2 separate regions of the Mus musculus genome follow, and region 2 is linked to region 1. The links are chromatin contacts, called in public promoter capture Hi-C maps. All regions are on one chromosome and are shown on one strand. Each heading gives the region's core, a stretch centred on a gene start, on an enhancer-like site or on the middle of the called end of the contact. The rest is flanking DNA. Distances are from core to core; before and after follow the strand shown.

What was found. Promoter capture Hi-C pulls out the DNA fragments that hold promoters and counts their contacts.
Region 2: a promoter capture Hi-C map of liver shows a contact between it and region 1, with 3 times the contacts expected there. The contact joins two enhancer-like sites.

The regions. Positions count from the first base shown.
Region 1 is chr7:126,173,676-126,179,052 of GRCm38.p6, forward strand. It overlaps Xpo6 (exportin 6), which reads right to left. Exons shown (of 24, transcript NM_001311143.2): 2 at 483-573. Among named protein-coding and RNA genes, the nearest start is that of Xpo6, 24 kb to the right of the region's middle. Within about 2 kb of position 1,981, at least 27 of the 459 cell types and tissues checked have an H3K27ac peak or open chromatin away from gene starts, as enhancers often do. A contact at or near this core is called in liver, where this site is marked.
Region 2 is chr7:126,675,716-126,681,092 of GRCm38.p6, forward strand. It overlaps Sult1a1 (sulfotransferase family 1A, phenol-preferring, member 1), which reads right to left and starts at 703. Exons shown (of 8, transcript NM_133670.2): 1 at 587-703. The coding sequence starts at 603. Within about 2 kb of position 3,391, at least 9 of the 459 cell types and tissues checked have an H3K27ac peak or open chromatin away from gene starts, as enhancers often do. A contact at or near this core is called in liver, where this site is marked.

The sequences.
Region 1 (5,377 bases), core at 731-3,230:
ATTAACATTATTATGGTACTGAATATAAAAATCAAAAAAGTAGGCCCCCAAGACAACAAGTACTTACACCTCCATGTTCTCTGTTGAAGAGCCTTTGTTCATGAAAACCACAGAATGGGGATGGTGGTGGGGAAGAGAAGGAAGAGAAGGAAGAGAACATGACTGAGAAGTCTCTGAGGTCGACCAGCTAGGGACTCATCAGACTCCACTGTGTCTCACTGTGACCACTCTGACACTTTCATAAATTGTTCTTATTCTGAATTAATGGTGAGCCTCTTTCAACAACACTACTGAGATCAGGAACAAAGCAGAGGCTTTTCCTCGACTGAAAAGCATGAAACCCAATCACTATGCTAGGTGTGCAAGCCTTACAAGCCCTACCTGCCCAACATGAACCAGAGCAAAGCAGCCAAGAATTCAAGGGGCACATATAGGTTTGACCAACCAAGGGATCAGTTCCTTCTTCCCCAAACCCCACTTACCTATCTCCCGCTTCCTTTCATTGGTTGTGCAGTCATGGAAAAATTCCGTCATCAGGCTTTCCAACGCCCTGAGGGAGGCTTCTTCTGATGCCTGGCAAAGGGATTTGAGAAAAATCAGTAACTGCTCTGCCCTCAGTGCCTTCCAACTCCTGTCCACAACAAGAGTAATTTGCTTCCCAAAACATCTTGGTTCAACATTCTTCAAATGCATAATGCAAGCCAGAAAAATAGGAAAATTTCCATCTGGCTTAGAAGCCAACTTTAGTATCTCCTACAAATACATGCCATGTAATTTTAATTATTTATGTTAAGGAAGAGAAAAACAAGTAATTCAAAATGTAATTATAGAGTGAAGCTGAAAGCAAATGAACAGTCCTGGCCTGGGCTGAAGAGGTAGAACAAACATCCTGGGAGGCCTACAGGCCCTCCAGAGACAACCTGGGACCCCTTGCCTGAATAATTATTAATACAGGCAAAGGTAAGCCACATGGCCTCTTGTGGTTTCTGAAGGTGCTTCAGGAGTCTTGCATACATTCAGCTTTCAATCTCACATGAACAGCCAGGAGTTGAATGTGTATACAGCTAAGAACAAAGCTTAGGCAGGCACGCAAAGTTTAACTTCTGCTGCAGATCCACAAAGGACAGACTGAGAAGAGACAACAGCTAAGAAGGAGGCCCTTGAGTCAGGCATGGTAGTGCACATCTTTAATCCCAGAATTCCAGAGGCAGAGCAAGGTGGATCTCTTAAGTTTTAGGCCTACAGAGTAAGTTCCAGTATAGCCAAGGCTACACAGAGAAACCCTGTCTCAAAAAAGAAAAAAAAAAGAAAATGAAAAAACCCAGCCCGAGGCTGTGAGTGCACCCCAGTTCCCTCTTGCACATAGATCTCCACTTCCTTTTCACTCAGCAAGAGAACAGATGCATGTACCAGTAAGCTTGATTCTAAACCCCATGCAAAGTCTAATGCCACATTCCTGTGGTCTTAGCACTAAGAAGGCTGAAGCAAGAAGATGGCAAACAAGTTCTAGGCCAACCTAGACTGCAGACCAGATTTCATAAAACATTTTTAAGTAATAGTATCGGAAACCACTCCATACAGTTTGTGTGCAAAAAAGTTGAACATCTACAAGCTATGTCTGAACCCTCATTGGCATTATCTACTTGAGAACTCCTGTTATTTTAGTTAGTTCTTAATTCTTTTCCTAACTGTTTCCTTTCCCCAAATGTCCTTTACTAGCAGATAGCAGAGCCTTTTAAGACAACAGGATCACTTTTAAACCTGTTTCCTGCTGAACTCTGAGAAGTCTGGAAGCCTCTAGCCGGTCATTTACTACTATGGAGACAGAAACTTCAGCCATCTCCCCTAATAAGCGAAATTACAAGAACAGCACCACACACACCACCAACATTGCCAGTCAAGGCTGTGCCTCCCACACTGCCGGCACAGAAGGCTAAGGTACAACCCAAGAGGCTCCGTCAACTGTAAGGCAATGCAGCACATGAACGTGCACATGCAGCAGAACCATCAGAGGCAGCGCCAGCTATTTCCTAACAAGCACAGATCCAGGCTATTGACATTTTGATCACTTCAATAATTCCAACACTACTGTGTTTCACAGGATATTACAAGGATCAAATATGGTGATCTATATACAAAACCGCAGGATAAACTAAGAAGGCAAGGATGGCTACACTGATATTGACTTGGTCTTAGATACGAAATAAAAACAGGCAGGAGCATTGCAAAACAAAAGTAGTCAGATCTCCTCCACTGTACTCATTCATGTCTGCAGAGGGTACCAAACAGAATCACTATCACTTCTCAGCAATATCAAAATTCAAATTGTGTTCATTTACAGTGGTTAAAAAAGGAGTCCCAGGGCTGCCCCTCTCTAACGCCAGCATTGCCTCATTTGCCAAGCTCCAGCCGAAGGAGAAGGAGGGTAAGTAAGGAGGTGCCCATACCATTGCTCGTACAAAGCAGACTGCCCGAAAATCCACCGGTGGTAAAGAACCCAGGAAACAACTGGCTACAAAAGCCGCTCGCAAGAGTGCGCCCTCTACTGGAGGGGTGAAGAAACCTTATCGTTACAGGCCTGGTACTGTGGCACTCCGAGAAATCAGACGCTATCAGAAGTCCACTGAACTTCTGATCTGCAAGCTCCCCTTTCAGAGTCTGGTTTGAGAAATTGCTCAGGACTTCAAAACAGATCTGCGCTTCCTGAGGGCAGCTATTGGTGCTTTGCAGGAGGCAAGTGAGGCCTATCTGGTTGGCCTTTTTGAAGATATCAACCTGTGTGCTAACCATGCCAAATGTGTAAAAATTATGCCAAAAGATATCCAGCTAGCATGCCACATATGCAGAGAAAGTGCTTAAGAGTCCACTATGAGGGAAAACATTTCATTCTCAAAACAAAAAAAAATTGTTTTTCCTCTTCTTCCTGTTATCAGTAGTTCTGAATGTTAGATATTTTTTCCATGGAGTCAAAAGTACCTAAGTATATGATTGCGAGTGGAAACATAGAAAACAGAATCAGATATTGGCAGTTTCTCTACATTTACTTGTGTGTGAATTTTTAATATAAATGCAAGATGTAAAGCATTAATGCAAGCAGAATGTTTCGGCGAACACATTTCAACAGCTCCACTTTATAACAATTATAAATAAACCTGTTAAAATTGTCTGTACAATGCCAGCATTTGGATTTTTAAAAAATAAGTAAATTTCTTATTGACAACAACTAAATGGTGTTTGTAGCATTTTTATCATACAGTAGATTCCGCTCACTCACTATACTTTTCTGAGTTGTCCTACATGCAAGTACGTGTTTTTAATGTCGTCTGTCTTCTGTAAGTTTGTTATTAAAATACATTAAACTATTAAAAATAAGAGTCCCAGAGTTCACCTGAGTAAACAATCAGAACAGATGTAGAAGACAAACAGGATACATTTGAGACCTGAAAACAGTTAAAGAATACTGGAGATCCCCAGCCCCTTCGGCAGGAAGGCCACGGAAACCTTTGCCAGCTGTTTCAAGCAAGTGGCAAAGCCAGATCCAGACTGGTAGGTTAACACACCACACAGCACTACACTCTCAAGTAATGAGACAAAGAACATAGAGGAAAGCCCCCACAACTCTAAGTTGCAACAGGAAGGGTCAGCATCTCAGGGTTCAGATCAATCTGCTAGCTTCACAACTTCTGCTGAGATTTCTGTTGCAGGTCTTGAAGACTAAAACTAAGTGAGGGGCACTCACAATGGCTCAGCAGGTAAAGGCCTTGACACCAAGCCTGCCAATCTGAGGAGAGAACAGACTCCCAAAAGGCAAGCATATAAGTATATGTTCACCTGAATAAACATACAAGCAAATGTATTAAAATAAATAAATAAAATTCACTGAGACACATACACACAGAGATCAATTAGAGGGAAAAAACATAAATTTAAGCCACAAAATGTGAAAAGTAAAACAACAGAGCATCTACAGAACAAGCTCTACATGACCAAGGTTCCAGTTTCTTTCTATGGTTGGGACAAATAAAGCACTAAACATAAAGAAAGAGCAGCAAACCCAACTGCTCATCAAAGAGCACAAGGAAGCTGCAGAATGGGAGAAAACACTGAATGGGAACCAGAATTCTCATCAGAGTACAAAGTAACTTAACAAAGAAAAGACAAGAGCCTTTGGACAAAGTTACTTATACAAGAAAGATCTAAATAAGTGTTCACCTCAGAGAAATACAAATTTAAAATGTTAGAGGCTACTACACAACCACCAGAATAGCAAAGTTCGACTCACTGGGCTGAAGACACAGCTCAAGCATTTAAGAACACTACGACCATCTGTAACTCCAGTCCCAAGACAGCCAATGCCTTCTTCTGACCCTTTCAGACACCAGACATGCACATGGTGCAGACAAGCACACAGGCAAAACACCCACACACAGAAAAATAAGTATAGGACGACATGAATGAATGAGTCTTGCAGCAACAACAAAGGATCTCATAAACATAAATGAACAAATGAAAGATGTCAAAACACACCCTTTCACTATTTGTTTTACACACACACACACACACACACACACCTGGGGCAATGTTGCTCTGTGTGACCCTGGTTGATTTGGAACTCTCTAGTAGACCAGGCTGGCCTCAGACTCAGAGATCCACATGCCTCTCTGCCTCCTGAGTGCTGGAACTCAAGATATGTAACACTATGCCCAACATGCTTTATACTAAAAACTTAAACAACACTGAGAATGAGTTGTGTGTGACAGTCAGAACGGTGGTCACTTTGGGGAAGAATTACCTTGGATCTAAGAATGTTCTACTCTTGGTTGGAGTGTCCCATGCTGTAACAGCTATAAATTGTCCAAGAAAATGTACATGTGCTTTGAGCTTTCAAACTGCATCTTCAAAATTTAGACCCTGAGTTTCAATAGTATTTTCATCAGTTAGCACAACTACTCACTACAGTGTAAAGAGACACCTACAGTTTCCACCTGAGTCCCACTATTGCCTATATATCCAAAGCAGCCACCACAGCAAAGTCATATATTGCTGTTTCATTTGCCTGTGCCTCCCCAAGACTCACCTGGCTAACCCCAACAGAAAAGGGCACACACACTTAAAATCTTTGGGCAAAATGGGATGATGAACTATGTCTGTCCTAGAATCCTCTAGGAGAGCCATGCATATACCTAAGACAAACCTACATTTTCTGCTGCAGAATTGTTAATGGGTACACAGCTGCCTGCCTAGATTTCTGCTGCTGTCTATTTCTGTTTCTGGATAAGCAGTTCAAAGACCTGTGCTTCTGACTCATTAAGGAACCAAAGCCAATCAAGGCTCAGAATCACCTCATCAAAGAAAACTTGAAAGGAAGAGAAAGGTC
Region 2 (5,377 bases), core at 2,141-4,640, 500 kb after region 1:
AATCTATCTCCACCAAAAGTCACCACTGTGCTATGTCTGATCACCTGTGGAACATTGTTCCATGTCCCTAGTGCCCAAGCATACATAGTCCAGGCATTAAAACACTCTGAGGTAGAATCAGTCCAATGTGTGCTGTTTCCTAGGATATTCCAGCTCATACATGAGAAAACGGCAGGCACCAGCCGAGTCTTCACTACTTCCTAGTGCAGCTTCAGGCCATGGCCTCTCTCTATTTTTTTCCCCTTGAACTTCCTGTTATCTTCAGAAATGCCTCAGCCCATCTAGAACTGATATCCTATTTTGCTCTGAGACAAATATAACCAATTTAGCTATTAAGCTTGTTGCAAGGTAGGGAGAAACTTTCTACTAAAATAAAAAGGATTCTAAAACAAGCCAGAGCGGAGGGGAACTCAGACAAACCACAGTTGCTCTTCTGAGGTGGGGTATGCATGGAGAAAGTAGAGAGGCTAGAGGCCCAGGCAGCAGTCAGGCAGACTAATCAAAGTGTAAGGACTAGCTGGCACTTGAAGAGCAGTGGAACCAGTATCTGGGCAGGACAAGGTGGCCACCCCACTCTGCCACTCACCTGGGGTTCTGAGCCATGCCTCCCTCGGTGCTCAGTGGTAGGGATCTTTGTGTAGGCTTTGCAATGTGGGGAATGCAGAATTGGTCTTTGAGCTGGAGATTTTGTGTCCCAAGTGGGAGGAAGTGGAAACAGTGCTAGGACTGGCTGTTCTCCAGAAACAAAAAGGGGAGGAGGTGGAGTAGGGCAGGGTTCTGTTAACCATACTGTGGACTGTGGGTTTAGCCTGTTCAAAACAAAACAAAACACCAATCAGGCCACAGCATGGACAGTGGGTTTCTTTTGCTCTGCTTCTGACTCCTTCCTAACTTACCTAAACTTAAGGTAGAACAATGGGACTTTTCTAATTAACCCACTCTGGCATAGGGAAGAAAGTAGCCAGATGGGGACACCTGCTGGCTCCAAGCCAGTCTTGAGGACACCTTGGGCTTCGATCAGAGCAACCACAGCGATGCCTGGAACCTCTGACGTCAGGGAAAGTCCAGAATGATGGGAAGGAGCAAGGTCAAGGAACTAGAGGTGCAACAGAGTTGGAGGGGTGTTCATGGGAGTGTGAGTCTAAAGGCCCTGGAAGGTGCCCCTGCCTTCATGGCTCTAGTCTACCTCATCCAATACCACACGTGACTGGTGGAGATCAGTCCCTAGAAAGATTTTCACCCTCTGCAAAGACAAGAGGCTGCAGCTGGGAGAGACACACCTCCAGGAGTGAGGAGTGCCCCCTTGACCTCTGTCTGCTGTTGGAGTGAAGATGCAATATCAAGCTGCACTGGGGCTGCAGAGGCTCCTGTACCACAGCTGTGCACCTCCTGACCCTTACAGAGTTGTCATCTCAGAGGAGAGCTGTGCAAAGCTGGGCATCAGGACAAGACTTCCCATTTCTCTAGAGGAAATTGTGTTTGTTTGAGACTATGTAGACTGATGACAGGACCACTCCGAGGTGTGACTGAGGGGAGGATTTTATTGTAGATGCTAGGGAGAGTTCAGCCATAGTGATCTGGAAGAGTCCAGAGAGAAAGAAGTGGACTGAATATGACCAGAAAACTGGACTTGGCCATGAGAAGTGGGTTTGGGCATGGGATAGCAAGAGATGAAGACAAAGACGAGGACTTGGAGAGTGGGGTTGGGGGATGCGTAGCTGAGATAGCTGGGTTATAGGACAGTGAGAAGCTGGTAGAAAGGGAGCCTCTGGGCCAGGGGAGCGAGAGGAGCCAAGATGCCAGCATGCCTTTTAGTGTGCTAATAGGTACCACAGATCTGTTCCTTCTGCCAGAATAAGGGAATGGCTCCTTTAGTAGAGGAGAACTGCTTCGAGAGATCCTAAAGAATGCTGGCTTTGGAACTGACAGAGACAAGGTCTCATACTGGATCCTAGGCTGACTAGGAATTCACCATGTAATCCAGGGTAGACTTGATCTTGTGGCAATTCTGCTCCAGCATGTCAAGGGCTAAGATTGCAGGTATGAATGTATATATTCATATATTATGTCATCTTTTTTCTTGTGGGTGGGCGTTCGGATCCAGTGCCAGGCCTTAGAGCCATGGGATCTACTAGCATGCACCTATGAAGAGAACTGGTACCAGTGGAGAGGGGATCCTCTCAGAACTTGGTACCTATACAGAGGGCCACCAGCAGAGCCGCATCGCTGGAGGGACAGTGTTGAGTTGCAGCTCAGAACTGTATCTTTCCCAACATTTTGCTCGCAGGTTACAGACTGGAAAGCTTTGCTGGTACACCTGCTGCCACTGAAGCAGGGAGAAAGAAGAATAAAGACCAAAGGGTCCAGCTTTGGACCAGCAGGATAGCTCAGATGGTAAAGGCACTTGCTGCCAAGCTTCATGGTCTGAGTTCAATCCACAGGACTCTTACAATGAAAGGAGAGAACTGACTGCTACATGACACATAAATATGTGTACACACTTGCACATAAACAATATATGTGTGTATGACTTTTATTTTTTTTTAATTTAAAGTTCGTGTCTTTATCCCCAGAACAAGCTTAAACCTTAAGTCCACATGTGGCATTTTGTGTGAGAGAACTCCTGAGGAATCCATTTTGGCCCTGTGCATACTTAAAAGGTCTGTCTCTACCCTGGTTCTGTCTTGGAAGAGGCATATTGCTTGGCACTAAGATACTTGGGTGGGGGTGGGGGGGCTAAAAACAAGAAGTAATCACAAATCAGTTTTTGGGGGGAGGTTTGAGACAGGGTTTCTCTGTGTAGCCCTGTCTGTCCTGGAGCTCACTCTGTAGACCAGGCTGGCCTCAAACTCAGAAATCCACCTGCCTCTGCCTCCGAAGTGCCGGGATTAAAGGCGTGCACCACCACTGCCCAGCCACAAATCAGTTTTACTAGCTATAGTTCCTGGGAGGTCAGTGGCTGTGTAAATATTTGTAGATGAGAAGACTAGATAAATCCAATGGGAAGATTGACTGCTGGTGGCCCCACCCTCATTAGCTAAGAGTAAGGTGACTGAAGACTGCCAGCTCTTAAAGTGGGGGACATCACCTACCCTTTGTGTGTGTGTGTGCAGTTTTGTAGGAACGGGAACAGAATCGCAAGAGAGTAAGAGATGGCACAAGCTCATGACTACCTCAGCTGTGCAGATGTATGGGAAACTCCATGCAGCGCCTCCTTCCTGCAGGGAGTTTGATGTTAAGCTAGAGAAGAAGGTACTAAGATGGGTCCTCTAGTACTAGATCTCAGGCACTCAGAAAGCTTATCTGGGCTTAGACATCAGCAGCCCCAAAGTATACAAGCTGAGGAGTCTCTGGAGTGAAACGAGAATCTGCAGTTTTCTAGTACACGAGAAAGAGGGGTTGTAACTGCTGAGGGACTGACCTTTGAACTCTGGGCTCAGCACCAGTTTAAACAGAATAAAGTGGGAAAATCTCCAACTTAACTGCCTCTCCTGACTTCTGGGCTCCACATTTCAAACCCAGAAGCAGCTACTCCAAGACACTTTTTTTGTTTTTATTTCCCACAACCCTAGTGTTTTCCCTCTCTCTATACTCTCACTGTTTTCAATTGTATTTTACTTTGAGAGGTGTTGTGTAGTTCCCAGTGGTCTTAAACTCTGTACATAACTTGAGGGTGGTCGTGATTCTTGATCCTGCTCCTGCCAAGTGCTGGGGTACTAGGCATGTGACACCACTCCCAATTTGATCTTATTTTTTAAAGTTTAGGGGTTTTTTTTCTCCTCTTATGTTTATCTAATTTTGCTCACATACCTCCTCTTTAGTGTACATTTATTTTATTTTTGCTATTTTCTCTCCTGTTTCCTAACATGTTTTTCTTATCTTCTGTTTCTTACAGCTATAGATTCCTGTTATAATAAACACTAATTGGGGTTTTCTAACCCACCTAGATCATTTAGCTCCGGAATAAAAGATACAAGCCGGTATATTTATAATAAGTCTTAGAGCTGGGCAGAGATCAGCCCTCTATGCTATTTTGTCTACGTCCCTGTCAATAACCTCGGGAACTCACTTGCCATTTTCTGTCTGGGCCTCCTTCTCCAGCTGGCGGGTCCTCATGACCGTGCTGCCCTGATGCACCTACCCCTGGTCATCTTCTTCCTTCCTTCTCTCTTTTCTTCTCAGACCTGGGAACTGAAGGCCCTCCTACCCCTCTTCTGCCCAGACATCTTTAGTTACCAGTAGTTTTAACTTAAGGAATAAGATTGCACAACAAAAGCTACTCAAAGTGAAAGTTCACTTCTAACTGGATCTAAGGGGACAGAATTTAGCATTACAATGCCAAACAGCAGACCAACCTCAACAAATTCTAACTTCTTCTCTTTTTTCACTCAAATACTGTTTTACTTTTACCTATTTTTTTGTGTTTTTTGAGACGGGGTCTCTCTGTTATGTAGTCCTGGAATAGATCTGTAGTCCAGCTTGGCCTCAAGCTCATAGATGTGATTCTATGAGCACATATAGTTGTGCTCACCTCTGCCTTCTGGGTTCTGGGAGTAAAGCAGACCTCACTGCCCAGGCACGCTTGTTTGGGGGCAGTTTATTTTCTGTACTTTATGACAGCATCAGAGTTGACTTCACATTTAGAGAGTTTCCTGACCCCACCCCCACCCCCTTCCATTAGACAGGGCTTCTCTGTGTAGCCTTGGCTGTCCCGGAACTCACTCTGTAGACCAGGCTACCCTCAACCTCAACTTTTGCCTCCTGAGTGCTGGGATTAAAGGTATGTGTGTGTCACCACCACTCAGCTAAAGTGCATTTCTATATTTGGTTTGACTTATACTACTGTTGGTTGGTTGAACTGCTTCTACCCCCTGAGGAATACTGGGGATTGAGTCCTCAAATGACAGTCAATCATAGCCACCCCAACAGGTGCACAGATCAGAAGAAGAAAAACAAGGTCTGATGGTCCCTCTAAAAGAGCGTAACACTTCAACTGCCAAATCCAAGATACTGAAATGGGTAGCGTGCTGGAGAAAGAATTCAGAAGTTAGGCAGAGAATTTAGTTGAGCAGTTAAGAACACTTTTCTTCCAGAGGATGAGTTCAATTCCCAGGACCTATATCACAGTCCTTTGTAACTCCGGCTCCAGGGAGTCTGATACATGTGTTCACGGGGGGCACCAACACTCACAGGCAGACATTTTTCAGTTGAAAGACATCTAGGTTGTTTCCAGTTTCTGGCTTGCCATGGACTACCCCAGTCGGGTATGGGGGTCCTTGAAAGCTAGGTGGGAAAGGGTTTGGCGGTGACACAGGAACAAACACAGAGGTGGTTTCAATCTCCGTGTACTTTGCAGCTCTCAAGCAAGGGTTTTTTG